Linked DNA regions of Rattus norvegicus: region 1 is linked to region 2. Evidence: chromatin contacts called from public Hi-C data. All regions are on one chromosome and are shown on one strand. Each heading gives the region's core, a stretch centred on a gene start, on an enhancer-like site or on the middle of the called end of the contact. The rest is flanking DNA. Distances are from core to core; before and after follow the strand shown.

The links. A called contact is a pair of places that touch in the nucleus more often than the background predicts.
Region 1: a Hi-C map of liver shows a contact between it and region 2, with 2.0 times the contacts expected there. The contact joins two enhancer-like sites. A contact is called at or near these places in 2 of 12 Hi-C or Micro-C datasets (liver and mammary epithelial cells).

Annotation. Positions count from the first base shown.
Region 1 is chr13:77,079,975-77,087,270 of GRCr8, forward strand. All of the region lies in intron 15 of Dnm3 (dynamin 3), which reads right to left. Among named protein-coding and RNA genes, the nearest start is that of Mir199a2, 33 kb to the right of the region's middle. Within about 2 kb of position 5,902, at least 20 of the 93 cell types and tissues checked have an H3K27ac peak or open chromatin away from gene starts, as enhancers often do. A contact at or near this core is called in liver, where this site is marked.
Region 2 is chr13:76,941,984-76,949,761 of GRCr8, forward strand. All of the region lies in intron 17 of Dnm3 (dynamin 3), which reads right to left. The region is part of intron 3 of LOC102554129 (a long non-coding RNA gene); the gene reads left to right. Among named protein-coding and RNA genes, the nearest start is that of C13h1orf105, 56 kb to the left of the region's middle. Within about 2 kb of position 3,913, at least 56 of the 93 cell types and tissues checked have an H3K27ac peak or open chromatin away from gene starts, as enhancers often do. A contact at or near this core is called in liver, where this site is marked.

The sequences.
Region 1 (7,296 bases), core at 4,652-7,151, 140 kb after region 2:
AAATTGATTAAATTACTTAGCAGTCTTTCTTATCTAGCCTATAATGGAGTGCTTGCAATATATTTACACTAGAACCCTCTGGAATAGCTAAACAGTTACAGAACTTCAGAAGAATGATTCGTAAGTACACCAACACATTAAAACAAACAACAAAATAAAAACCAAAAATCCTTCGTTCAAGTCAGGTTGCTATCCAGTTCTCAGTACACTGTGACGTCACTTCCCTTCGAGACCTTGGGAATTTGGCTCTCATTTCAGGCTTCTCTCTGCCAAGCATATAGAACGAATTAAGTGGAACTCAGTAGCAAACTCACCCCACCCACATGGTTCCGATGGAAATCCAGAGTTCAACCTAAAGGGTTCTCTCAAACCCAAGAGTCTCTTCCTCTGTCCTGTATGAGCGATCACCTTTTCTGTTCCCTCTGATTCAACTTCCCAAAGGAGAGAATACAGTTGGGACAAGTGGAAGGAAGACTCTCAAAGCGAAGAGCTCAAGCGCATGTTGGAAGTCTTCATCTCAAGCAATCACACAGCAAGAGGGGGACCTGTCAATCTCGTCACCTACACACATAAGGCCATGTGAAGAGACACTTGCAGTTCCACATTAGCTTTGGTTCCAAAGCCCCTGGAGGAGGAAGGCAGAACTTACTGTTCTAGGAACCAGGACACTTTACACAGAGATCTGCTCCACATGTAGACTGGCAAAGCTTCCGGTCTCTTCTCTTCCCTCCCTGGTCCCCTCCATTACTCTCTTACCACCTCTAGTCTTCATGCAGATACTTAGCACTCTCTGGCTGTTCTGTTATTGAAAGGAAAACAACTCATGGATTAATTTACTGTGAGGCCTTGAGTCTGCAGAGGAAAAGGGCTACTCAGACTAGTGGGGAGACTGCATCTCAGCGCTATAGTATCTTGGCTCATGAAGCAATTAGGGAAGGTTGTGGAGAAAGAAATTTGGGGTCTGCATTTGTAAATGGGGGACACAAAGGATTGTGTAAGGTACATATTAAGTCCAAAGCCTGGATCCCGTGCTCCCTAAAATCTATGCTGACTTCTTCTATGCTTGGTTTACATTTTCCAAAACAATCTGTCTTTTTTAAATTGATAACATGAAGAGAGAGGTGTCTGACAGAACTAGTGAAATTCATTTAAAAGAGTGGTTCAGATTCCTCTCGGGGTCAGGCTTTACTCTCCCCATCTTGCTATTTAATTTAAAATAACTGAGGGCAATTATTTAAATGTGGTAATGAAAATGCTTCAACTTCTAAACCAGTGGATCTCAACCCTCCTAAGGCTGGGACCCTTTAATTCAGTTCCTCATGGTGTGGTGACCCCCAACCATAAGATCATTTTCATTGCTGCTTCATAACTGTAATTTTGCTACTGTTAGGAATCATAGTGTAAACTTCTGTGTTTTCCAATAGTCTTAGGTGAGCCCTGTGAAATGGTCATTTGACCCCAAAGTGAGTGGTGACTTACAGGTTGAGAACCATGTTCTAAACAAACTCTGGTTTCCTATTTTTTAAATTCCCCCCTTCCCAGCTGCAGTAACACTACTATTCCTTTACAGATGTGATCTAGTCTATCCAGTGGGTACATCTTAGAAAAACTATGAAATCTGAATTGTTGGAAATAAATTAACCCTTTTCACCAAGAAGCAATTGTCTTTACCTGTTTAATAAATATTATTGTGAGATGGTAAATATAGACTACGTGTGTAAATTCCATGTCCCTATGCTTGGGATTGTTTGGGTTCTTAATTGTTCTTAATGTCCTTTATAGGAAGATTCTGGAAGTTATCATAGAGTAACTGGAAGCACCATTCCTTCAGTTCTTAGCTTCGTCCTTATTTATGTCTACATCCATAGTAGATTTCAGTCTCTCTCCTTAAACTTGGCATCGCCTTGTTCTCTTCAAGTATGCTGAAGGGTAGGATATCCTCTAAGGGCACATTTTCTCTATATCAGGAAGTTATTGTCTAGGTAAAATTCTCTCTCTCTCTCTCTCTCTCTCTCTCTCTCTCTCTCTCTCTCTCTCTCTCTCTTACACACACACACACACACACACACACACACGTGCATTTGCACACACACTCAGCAGGGAGTGGTGGTCAGAAGGTCTTAAAACTAACTGGCAACTTTTCTTTTCTAATGATTGACACAGCTCAGGGTTGTATCTATCCGGTTTCCTGCAAATGCCGGAGGTAATGGAGTCCTGGTGTGTGAGCAGTCCGTCCAACTGAGAGATTCTTAAGTCCTGCTGCTGCTGCTTTCCTATGTATGACTGTGAGAAAAATAAATTATCCTCCTTGATCTTTATAAGTCATCTTTGTAAAACCTCTCTGAGCTATGGAGAGATTCCAAGCCTTTCTCGTTCATGTTTTTTTCTCATTAAATGACTGTGAGTTCACATAGACCAGGGACTTGGGTAAAATTAGCTTTGCATTCCCAGAGCTTGGCGTGGTGCCATTTTTTGAACCTTCTGCATTCCAGGCAATACGTGTGGCTCTCTGGAGCTGGTAGTGAACAATGGGAGTAAAGCTCCTAACCTCCTGGGGCTTACACTAAGGAACAGATGCCTAGATACGTAAGTGATTACGTACTGGAATCAGTGTTCCAAGGGAAAATCAGAAAGTGCCACGGGGGACTCTAACAGGAGAGGTCTGACTTCGGACTAGAAGGGGAATTCTGAAAATTCTGGGAGAAAAATGTTCTAATTGTGTTCAATCTTCTCACTGAGGGTGTGTAGGCCCTCGGTGGGAAAGAGCTGGCCTGGATGAAGCAGTGGGGGGAGGGTTAGGTCGTGGGAGTCAGATTGAGGACTACACTGAACCCCCGTGCAACTGTAGCTCCTGGCAGATTTAAGCAAGAGAGTAACAGGATCTGTCTTATCCTTTTAAGACTGTCCTGGGAGTGAGCTGTTTGTGAGAAAGCCCAAAGGGTAAGGGTTGAGGAGAGAGGGGAACAGTGAGAGGCCCCTACTGACCCTCAGGCCAGGCACAGGAATAGGGAGACAAAAGAAAGGGGCAGTGGGGCTGAGATACAAAATCCAATGAGCTTGGAGAAATTACTGAAAAGTATAACATGAAGAAAGGACAAGGGATTCCTCTTAGGCATCTGGTGGCACTGTAGATGGAGACAGGCTCTTAACTACAGATCACTAGAGCAAGAACCAATTTAAAGGGTGGAAGGAGTGGGTACCTGTGAACAGTGATTGCAGGATATAGTGACAAAGATAATGGCTTCCATACCTTTCAGAAGACTAAGAGAGTGATACTGACCATACTTTATAGGGGAAAGTTGATGCACCACAAGCAAATTAGTTAAACCACATGATACAACTGAGCCAATGGCCCAGACACTGCTATTATTACTATGACTGCTGTTTCATTATTAGTAATACTAATACATTACATTGCTAAATCTCTAACAAGAAAGCATCTGAATGTGATTACCAAAAAGCATATAATTTTAAGCAACCAATGTCTTACCAGGCAACAGACTGGACACATAATGTTTCATTGCATTTGGGTTTTGAGACTTCGCTGCATATTTCATAAGCTACCATACAAATAACTTTAAGTACTTACTAACCAAATCTTTATTATGAGAGTAACATTTAATTTATACTAATGTTTTTCTAAGCTGGATAATGTGAAGTGTTTTCAACAACAAAGAATTACATGTTCATAAAGTGGATACATATCAATATGTTTAAAAAGTCCAGAATGATTTGTGTTTGAAATATAAATAAATGGCAATGGACCTACTATAAGCCCCCCAAGGCAGACCTTGCAACAACACACCATGGTCTGCTCCTACCTTCTCCTGGCTCCAACTGAAATGTATCTCTCTAGGGAGTGTCTAGAGACAATGCAGAGAAGAGTGGTAAACACAATACAGGTATAGTGCTATTTATCATTGCATACATGTTTATGTACATATACATTCACATGCTATGTACACACATGAACATATGTTTACATACATAATCATCTCATCTTTAACCAGGCCTCATAAACCTTCCTGAACCAAAATGAAACATTGGGCATTCAGACTCCTCTGTGTTGTTTCCCTGGGTTGGAAACCTGGGTCAGTTGGTGAGTGCTTGCCTGGTGTACATAAAGTTCTGGGTCTGAACCTTAGCAATACAATGCATGAGTCAGATAGAGTAGTGCCCCAATCCCAGCATTATAGTGGTAAGTGCTGGATGATCAGAAGTTTAAAGCGATCCTTGGCTGTGTGGTGGGTTCAAAGTCAGCCTGTGATTCACGAAACAGGGATCAGGGCATGATTAACACATCACGAATCTACTTTTGGAACTCTGGGCTAAGGAGGCATAGAATTTATTCCTAGGGGGAGTTTTGGTGACCGCACATGCAGAGAGGGGTACAGACACTCAGGCCAGGGGTTGGCCCTGTGCTCCACATAGAAGATTCTTTAGCAGGCCATTGCCATTTCATTTCCTGTTTATTCTTGTTCTTAGGCACAGCAATTGAAACGCAAGTCTTTATGACGACTCATAACCTACAGATTCTCATAACCAGTGATAGACATCCAAAGTTCACGCCATGCACACAAGGCCAACATCACCTTTATGCTTCATCTACTGAACTAAGCTTCTTAAAGAGAAATTTCATCTCTCCTCCTTTTCATCTACCTCCGTTGACTGGGAACTATCTCAAAAGCTTCTTTAAAGGCCTTTACCGTTTCTCTTAACCTCTGACTAGCTTGTACTGCTTGCCTTAAAGACCTTTCCCACATTATTCAGGGTAACCTTGCCCGTTTCTTGTGGTAAAAGGCTGCAGTCCCTAACAGCCAAAAAAAGAAAAAAGAAAAAACTCAAGAAAGAAGCACTTATGTCTGCAGCCATGAAATGTGGTGCCTCCACTTGGATGACAGCTACCAAGAACAGCCACGAGGCAGCCTGATTCATCAGGACCCTGAGTTAATTAAGAAACAAAGGCACCGGGAACACACACGCACTCATGACTGGCCTGGCTTTGCTTATCCCGTTTCAGTCAGAGACCACAACTTCTTTCAAATAACCCCAGTTTATTTTTGAGGGGGGGGGATCCTGTCCTCAGACAGGATATGGAGGCGGAGTTAAGGGGTGATGTTTTACACATGCACATCTGGACAAAGTCCAGTTATTTCCCTTAAACATATTCCCCCAGTTGTTTTCATTTTGGCGCTTGCTTTGGCATTCATAAATTTGTGAGATTAATTGTGCGTCGGCAGTCTGCAGGCCTGGAGCTGGGCACCACTTCCACAGCGAGACAGCTACAAAACTCCTCTGTAGGGAAATAAATTCACTCGGGGGGGGGGGGGTAATGAAAGAAGAAAGCACAGACTTGTGGTTCACTTCTGCTTAATATTGTGGTGCTGACGGTGGACATAAGAAAATAGCACTGTCTGTACATCCACTCAGCTAGTAAAGTTTATGTGTGTGTGTGTGTGTGTGTGTGTGTGTGTGTGTGTGTGTTTCAAACACAAGAAAGGGTTTATCACGAGCTGTATTAGAGACTCAAGGGCTGAGCCTTTCTGTTTACTCTCATCTGATCATTCTGGGAAGCGTAAGGATTTCTCTTCACCCTGGAAACGGGCCAACAATTAAAATCACTTCTGTTAAAGGAAACAAACTCAAACTCAGCTTAGAAGTGGTGGAAAAGGAACCTTGTTTTAGGCTGTATTTTGAGAAGTCTACTATACTTAAAAACTGCTATATAAAGAGGGAAACTTGATACATGCTTGTCTTGGTGTGTGGAGACCTCAGTCCAGTCTATGAAGGCAGTGATGTTCAAGCTGTTTCCCCTGGAGCTCAGAAAGGGTCCTACACTCTGTAGATACTGTACAAATACCATCCGGCAACGGAAAGACTGTTCTGTAAAAGCGCGTAAGCAGGCAGTCCGTTCTCAGTTGATACTGGGGTGTATTGCATCAGTGGCTGGGAAGCACGCCTGCTGTGTGTTGTGGTATTTCTAAAAGAAGACTCTGCATGTCCACATACACAAATAGCTGGGCTTTCTAGACCAAGGTCCGAGGACCGAGGACATTACCACGAAACCAGGCTTCTCCTCTTAACCTCTGCACAAACGCAAACCATGCAGCTATTGGAAACGTGTTCCTCACTCCTCTGGGAAATAACTATGATTCAAAGAGTTGGTATGCAGCCTCTGCAGACGAGGAAGAAAGAAACTTTTCATAACCTCCTGTTTCTTGAAGTGTGCTATGTGATAGGGGTTTTTAACCTAAATCAAACCATAATCCATCACTGAACGGTAAGAAACATTGTGTTTTCCTATTGGACAACTTGCTGTTCTTAGACTGTTCGACTCTTAGAATCTTTTCTCAAGTAGAAACATTTGAAGGCTGCTGATTTAAACACACACACACACACACACACACACACACACACACACACGTGCAGAGAGAGACAGAGAGAGAGAGAGAGAGAGAGAGAGAGAGAGAGAGAGAGAGAGAGAGAGATCCCATCCATTAACCTTTGCTTTATCTGTTATAAAATGAGGAAAATTAGGTCAGCCCTATGGACTCCATGAGATGATACTGGGGGTTAAATGAGTGACAATTACGAATGCCCAGGCAACAGGGAAATCACCAAACACAAACAAATTGCAGCCTCTGTATGGTCTGAAATGGTAAAAGGCCAAGGTACAAAAGGAAAGCTTGTTTCTGAGTTACTGAATTACTAATCTAAGGACTAACGGGAATTATCCTAAGAAGTCCACTTAGTCTAGATTGATTGCTAGTGGCAAAGACCATGTGTTCATGCCAAAGTCAGACAAGAGTGGTCCAGAAAGAGCAGAGAGACAGAAAAAAAAAAAAAAACAACCCACAGCTTTCATTCTGACACATGATATGAACATATTCACAGATGCAATTATGCTTATCTGGCCAATTCACTTTTGTCTTGCTTGGGTTGATTATCTACCAGTGGTGGAGTATCTACTCAGACTGGAATCCTTGCTACGTAGGCCTGTATCCCAAAAGCTTACTGGCCACTCGGAGCCCTGGTATCAGTGTATATGAGGAGGTCAGTACTCACGCTCTAACCAAGTCATTATGAGGATTAAGAGGTAAAATAGGAAGACGATTTTCTCATTTGGTGGTCACCCCAAAGTTATGGCCCAACCCACAGTCTCCAAATGAAACTGAGGAATCACACCCAGAATTAAATAAGGTTTCAAGTGTTCCACATGAATGGTCAAAAAAATGAATCGTCCAAACACATGCATCTCTATAGCAATGACCTCTGCATATACATTTCTCGAATATT
Region 2 (7,778 bases), core at 2,663-5,162:
TGAGAAAAGAAAAGAAAAATGCTCAGAGGAAGCGAATGTAAGGTATCCGGTACTTTTCTTCTGTTTGACTTCAATTCTTCCTAGGTGGCATGCCTTCTTGGAAGGGAAGTAAGCATTGATGTGACTGAAGGTCCAATATGGAGCAGGTCACAGACTAGAGGAGCAAGAGGCATATAGAAGCCAGTGAATGTTCTATAAGCGTGGGGTACCATGAATTTGGAATGAGTCAGTACTGGGTTTTCATAGGACAGAGAAAGCAGACAGTATAAGCACCTAACATTGTTGATGGGCACAAGGAGCCTCACCATAATCTCTAACAAGTTTTCGACATGAGAAGAGAAGGTGAGGCACTGTAGAAGGATACCCCAGATGGCACTGAGGCCCAAGCAGGGTGTGGAGCTTCCTGAGGAACAGTCATAACTATCTCTATCTGTTGTTAGAAATCAGGCACTCCCTCAGCCTGCCTTCAGTGACTCAGTGCCAGCGGCTCCATCATCACCAGTCGACAAATGCGCTTTAAAAGTCCCCTGCCATCACAGACTGGGCTCTTGCTCTGTCTGTCAGTCTGTCTCTGTCTCTCTTTTATCCCTACTCTGAGATTGCGCCCCAACTCCCAATGAGTCTTTTGTGTGAGATCTGTTGTGTGGTGTGATCTTTTTAGCATACCTTGGCCATGATCTGCCAAGATATTCTGAGGGAAACCCTAACACCTGTCAGACCAGGACCTCAACTTTGTTTTTGGGAGGATCACCTAGGTGATTTTGAAGAAAACAGGATACTGGAGCTCTATCCACAGAGGCTGTGATAATTGGCCTGGAGGAAGTATGGGATGCCGTCAGTTTTAAAGAGTGCTCCAGTTCTCGGCAGTAAGGAGACAGCCTGGGAAGAGCTTAAATGATGAGAGGTTCTCCTGAAGATTTTGTATAGAGTGGAATAAAAATTGCTATTTATGATCTTGGGCCAAAGAGAAAAAAAATCCCCAGGAAAAAGAAGGGTCTGAGTTGACATAAAAGTTAGTATGTACGGTTTAAGATCCAAATGTGATCTCAGCTAGTTTCCACTGTACAGGCCTCTCCATTCCCAGACAGCCAACCTTGGCACTGTGGTAGGCAGATGACTGAACAGAAAAGGAAAAATCAAGTTTTCCTCTAAAAAGAAAGCTGCCTTCTTCGGAACAGTTCCGTGTGTGTGTGTGTGTGTGTGTGTGTGTGTGTGTGTGTGTGTGTGTGTGTGTGTGTGTGTGTGTGTGTGTGTGTGTGTGTACACGTATGGGTAGAGTGGTTGTTTCGCTAAGATCCAGTGAGACTGAGAACAAGTGCTAAGGAGACACAGGGTGCTTTGGAAACCCCGCTGCGAGCTGCATCTGAGTCCAGCCGTTCCAGTAGGTCTCCAGAGATGACCACGGGAGCACTTGAGGCAGCTGTGGGATTTCAGTTGTAAAAGCTGGTCACAGCCCTGGTATTCTTAGTAGCCATTTATGGCTCTTTTTCATAAATCTGGCTAAAATGTTTTTGAATTCCTTTACGCTTCCTGCCAGTCCCACCTTTTGAAACTAATGAGTTCCGCAAGTTTATAACCTGCCCGTATGAAGTACATTTCCTTTCATTTGCCCTGAACTTACTTCACTCTGTTTTAAAGAGTACCCTCCTTGTCCTTAAGAAGAGAAAGTAAACAGGATTATGAGATGAGGACAGATTGGCTGAAATAAGTAGGGCAGAAAAAGAGCCAGGTGTCTGAGGAACTACAGACTACCTTAAATGCATAGTTAAAAAGGCAGAGGCCAGGGGATTGCAGGGCCAAGAGGGAGGTGTTTCTTCTGGACAATGGCTCATTTGTTCTCCTGCCCAGACCCTGCCAGGGGTCCCTGCTTCCTGTTTGGGGCTCTACAGCTCAAATGAAAGGGAGAGTTTAAATGTTTAGCAGATAGCAAGAAAAACTGATGGAACACCAAAAGCAGAACCCACAGGAAAAATAAGGCAAATTTTTCTTTGTTTGTTTACCTACTTCGTATGAGAATATGCAGGGCCCTATGTCTTTTTTTTTTTTCCTTTTCTTTTTTTTGGAGCTGGGGACCAAACCCAGGGCCTTGTGCTTGCTAGGCAAGAGCTCTACCACTGAGCTAAATCCCCAACCCCAGGACCCTATGTCTTAAAAGGAAAACACAGAGGATTTTCCAGGGCTGAAAATTATTAGTAAGACTGGAGACAGAAAATGATGTCTCTCATTTTTTTTTTCGTTAAGTTTCTATTTCTGAAGTAATTTGGGGTTTATCTTTGAACATGCCTCCCTGGACTAGAAGTGAGGCCAAATGAGTTGTTTGCTCTGACGCATGTGATCTTTTTGGTCTAGGTCAAAGGACGAAATATGAAATAAACACCTTACTAAAAGAAGGGGGCTGGCTGTCGTAATGTTAATGTGTGCCCTAGTTTTAAAAGTATAAAGTAACAACATTTTTAAAACATTCATTTCTATGGGCTGAAGGGTGGACTGCAGAATTAGTTGCATTCCCCCTACCCCCTACCCCCACCTCATCCCCAGTCACAGTATAAAGTTGGTTATAGGAAAGCCTTGTGCTTTAATGGCAAATAGGGCAAAGGTTACATGCGGCAGGAATCTGGTCCTGTAGTATGTACAGGGCGCAAGTTGGGCTATAAAACTAGGCTCATTAAATATCCTTGCTCTGAAGCAGAAGCAAATGCATGAGCTCAGGGAGGAGAGCCACAGAAACTGTCTAGAAATATTTCCGTGAAAGACTGTGCAAATAGCTCTCCCTGGTCATGAGAAATGCACAGTTGCTGCTCATACAAAGACCTTCCCCACAATGCTGGCTTTGACCGACTGCCAAGAACTACCTAATGCTGTTCATTCTTTTCTCTTTTCATTTTTCTGAATAGACCATATCGTGCCTACAAAGTAAGATGGCGCATACATGAGAAGTTTCTGAAAGAGCACGAGAAGGAGTTTAGTTACTAACCCCCCATATTCCAAATCGTAAGCTCCTGAGTGTTTTACTGGTTTTGAACATCAAATAATTTGAACGCAAATAATAGAAAGGGCTGGGGGAGGCATTTAACAATTGGTTGGGTGATGATTATCCACACTTCAGTATCTCAGTGAGCAGAAAGTGTAGACTAAGGAATTCAAAGCTAATAATAGCAATGACTTGCTGGCTAAATAATGAACGGCAAGAGGCCTTCTAAGAAGGCAGTTAGCCCCAGAGCAATTCAGACAGACTTGCTTACACAATGGCTGGCTGCTCTGGGAGGCAGCGAGCCAAAACCAACATCAACACCCAGCAGCGCCAGTTGCTCACAGAAGGAGCGTGTAGCTGGATGCTGATGAAGTGCATTGTGGGAATGAATGAGAAGTCAAGACCCCCATCTCACTTTTAATGGGAATCTTGTGATGCCCCAGACCCTGTCTGAGTCATAAGAGGGGCACCCTGCTGGACTCTGCTTGGGCCCTGTGATTAATGGGAGTGACAGGAGGCCAGGGTTGTCTAGAAAATACACTGGATGAAAGAGGTAGGCAGTGAATCATGAGCCCTGAGATCAACTCCCCACTGCTCTATCTGGGGTCTCATTCACCGTTTCTGCAGTATGTGCTGGCGTTGGGTTGGGATGGGGGACCCAACGAGGATATGAGTGTGGAAATTCTTATTTATTTTTTATATCAAAGAAAGAGCTACAGATGGTTCGATTCCATTCTCACTCCTAAGACTTGTGTTATCTTACAAAGGCAGTCTTGAGCTGTTTGTGAGAAACCATGAATCAAAGTGAGAGCGACTCCCTGGTAAAAGCAAGGCTGGATGGAGACAGGCTTCCAGCCAACATTCCGGCTGCCTAGGGCAGGTGTGGTCTTGGGGGTTGTTGCCACTGCTGCTTTCTGGTGGCGGGAGGGAGCTGCCTGAGAATTGCACAGACATTTGGCCAGAATAAGAACGCAGAGCTGTTGTGACACAGCTAAACCCAGTCACATCCTGTGAGATAGCTTGGATAATGCTGAACACATCTTGGCAGTCAGAGTTTGCTACAAAAAGCATTTCCTCATTCACCCAGCTGTGGACAAACAAAACAAAACAAAACAAAACAAAACAAAACAAAACGGCTTGGCTCTTTTCCCCCCTTCTCACTGGCTTCTAAACATTTCATTCAGGAATAATCATTTCTTTTATGTTAATAGATTTTTAAAAATTGGTATCGTCCTTCTAAAGTGGCAGTTTACATCTTTACCTCTTCCTGTTTTTACTAGTCAGTTACTCTGTGATGCTGCAATGTGGCGAGAGAGCTCAATGAATGTATTTGTACATGGAATGCAGTCCTTAGATGGAGGTGGTAAAGCACCAGCTCTGACAGACAGGGTGGTGTTCACACTCTTTCTAAAGTGGCTCGGCAAGGGGGTGGGAGATTGTTAGACGCCAGCCCCAGGGTGTGGCTCTCTGGGACTCTGAGCAGCAAATAACTACCAACGAAAAGGATGGAGTTCAAGAACTTACAACTGGCAGAGATGCTCATATGAACCCCTGGGTGACATGAGTCTGGCTCAAGGAAATGTCCCACTTTCACTTCCGAGAGTCCCTGTAGTTGGTGCAAATGCAGAAACAAATCACCCGTGCTAGGACTCTCTGAATGTGGTAGTAAGTGTAGCCTCCTATTTCAAGTGATACCCTATCCACTTACTCCCCTTAGTAGGAAGAGCACGTTAGGATGGATGTGCTGGTGGGTAAGGGGTAGGAAAGGCAACAGATGAAAAGTAGAGCTGCCTTTAATCCAAGCACTCAGGAGGCAGAGGCAGGGGAAATCTCTGAGTTTGAGGCCGACCTGATCTACAGAATAAATTCAGTTTTAAGCACATAGCACCTGAAGGGTGTCTCTGGTCTGGCAGAAAGATCTGTGGGAAGAATTCTATGTCACATGTCAAAATACTTTAGTTATCCTAGTGTTGTGTAAGATATTTTTCCTGAGGAAACACAACACACACACACACACACACACACACACACACACACACACACACGCACGCACGCACAAGTTTGCAAGATTTAAAACACCTCATTTGTATTCCTGAATCCCTGGAAGGGAACTGTTATCCACGTGCCAAGGAACACAGCAATTCATTATCATTTTTTCTTTCTTTCTCCCTATACACCCTCCCAATGAGATTAAAAGCAGTCTGGGATGTGAGCAGAAAGCTGAGGGAGGAGAGGAGTGGGAGGGAGAAAAAGATGGCCTTTTAATAGCCTCTGCCCCACTCATTCAACACAGTAGGAACCTTGTGTTTCAAACTGAAACTCAATGGTTTCCTTCCTCTTAACTTGGCTGTGTGTGGAAGCCACGCGCTGAGGTCTCTGGGCAGATCTGGAGAGGTAGTAAGTCAACAACTGGCCTTCCTGACAGGATGATGGAGAGGCTGTGGGGAAGTGTGGTAACCTTGTTTTGTAAACAAGCAAGAGAGCAAACATACATTTTGGAGTACTTCAGTTCTATCTATGGTCTCCAAAATCAACACAGAGTTTCTGTGCATCTTTTCAAATGTGAGCATCTTGTAGAACTCCCTACCATGCTCACGAGACTGATGTCCTGACTGACCTTCACTCGGAATCCGGTTCTGGATGTCCACGCATGCTATACCTGTTTAGTTTGTGTTCTTCCTCAGTGTCTGTTCATCACACTCACACTAGGCTTCGAAGAGGACTGATCATCTGTTTTGTACAGTGCCCCTTGGTTGGATTTAGTTAGTACTAATGTCAACTTATGTAATTGTATTTTTGTTGTTGAGAAAATAAATCACATAGATGGTGTGTCATTCTCTGTGCTGTCGGGAAACCTGTGGTGTCTATCTGTCCTGCCACTATCAGGGACTTTGGTGATTTGGTTAAGATGGTGCCTTCCAAGTTTTATCCCCTGCCAAGTTTCTATTCTGTCTCTCTTCGAAACTTATTTTATGGGTCGTATTTTGGGAGTGTGAATATTCCGTTTCTTATTCGACTTTCACCTCCTCATTTTAATACTCACTGTGAAATTTAATAACTGTGAAATGTTGCAAATGACAATTCTTAAATTTCTCTAAGTTTATGAAGTGGATTACCTTTGGTGACTAGGAGCTTTTCCTTCTACTATTCTGTTGTCAGCTGGTGTATGGCTACTTCTGTTTACAGCTGCTGGCTCATAATCCACAGTGATGGCAACCTTGCTAATAACGTCACCCCAGCTCTAGTCACTAGGATCCTCCTTCATGTTTGACTCCAGTATCCTTTTCACATGTCCTCCTATAAATGTTTGAGCACTTCCTTATTTTCCAGTACTCTGAGATAGTCCAGACCCGTCTTGTACTCCTCAACTCCACTCCTGGAATATCTCCAAGGACTGCTGGTTTCTTTTATTAGAGACTAAGATAAAATAACCTTATCTTTTCCTGTGAGTCACAGTGAGTACATAGTCCTCCCAGTAGAAAACAGAAAGATACTAGTATAGGCCCAGGGAGGAATAAGGACCCTGAACTTTCAGTGTTTTTAGGTAAACATTTTTACAACCATAAACCAGTACCAATGTGGGTATGGTGGCAAACATCTGTATTCCAAGCAACCAGGAGGTAGAGGGAGGATGACTGCCACCAGACTGCCAGTCTGGCCTACACAGCAAGACCCAGATGTTTAAACACAAAAACAAAACAAGAAATTAACTTCACTATCTTCTGAGACTCAGGGAACATCAAGGAAGGAGGGGGTGGAAGGAACTAAAGAATTCAGTGATAGAGAGAAGGACTATGAAAGGTCATCTTCTGAACCTAATGTAGACAGTGTAATCATGAATCCACAGTAGCTACAGTTAGTGGCTTGTACGGGGCCTACACATGATAGAGCTGATGGGTAGTCAGCCATGGATTGGAAGAGTGCTCATGGTTGGATCATGGGAAGTTATTGGCTGTTGATGGATGCTGGGAGAGGGTGAGTAGTTGTCCTAAGTTTGTATACCTGCTATTGAGCCCATCAGGCTCCACTGAACAGTTCCACACCCATGGATACACAGAGAGCTCTGGCTAAACTCAGCAGCTCACCCTACAAAACAATAGGATGCATAGATGGGAGAAGGGCTTCTAGGAAGTAGGAAGTGGACAGAAGGTGGGGATAAGAGAGGGCAGGGTGCTTTCATATGATGTGTTTTTAATTTATATGCTCCTAGAGTTTTACTATTCACAAATATAGTCTGTTCTGGAAAAATTGCTATGTTCTCATTTTCTTCTGATGGTTTAAATAATGATTAAAAAAATACTAGATACGGGGTTGGTGATTTAGCTCAGTGGTAGAGTGCTTGCCTAGGAAGCGCAAGGCCCTGGGTTCGGTCACCAGCTCCGAAAAAAAGAACCAAAAAAAAAAAAAAAATACTAGATACTAGGCCTTCCCTTCCTATCCTTTATGTCTCATACATATTTCTTGTATCTTTGTATATTTATATTTTATATTGCATTTGAGTAGTTTGCTCAAGTATATTGCACTGGAGTACCACCTATCTATCTATTGATGGATCTGTCTACCTATCTTCTTCATCCATCTATCTATCTATCTATCTATCTATCTATCTATCTATCTATCTATCGCCTGCTTTTTCTCTTTCTTCTTTCACTCACTCCCAAAATCCTCATGTAGGATTTTGTTTATTCCACAATCCCCACCCCCCAGAAGAACTGTGATAACTACTGTTGCCTTGGTAACTATAAATCACTCATGGCGGGATTGCAGACACTAACTCTTGTATAATTGTTCCCCCTATAGATAGTTA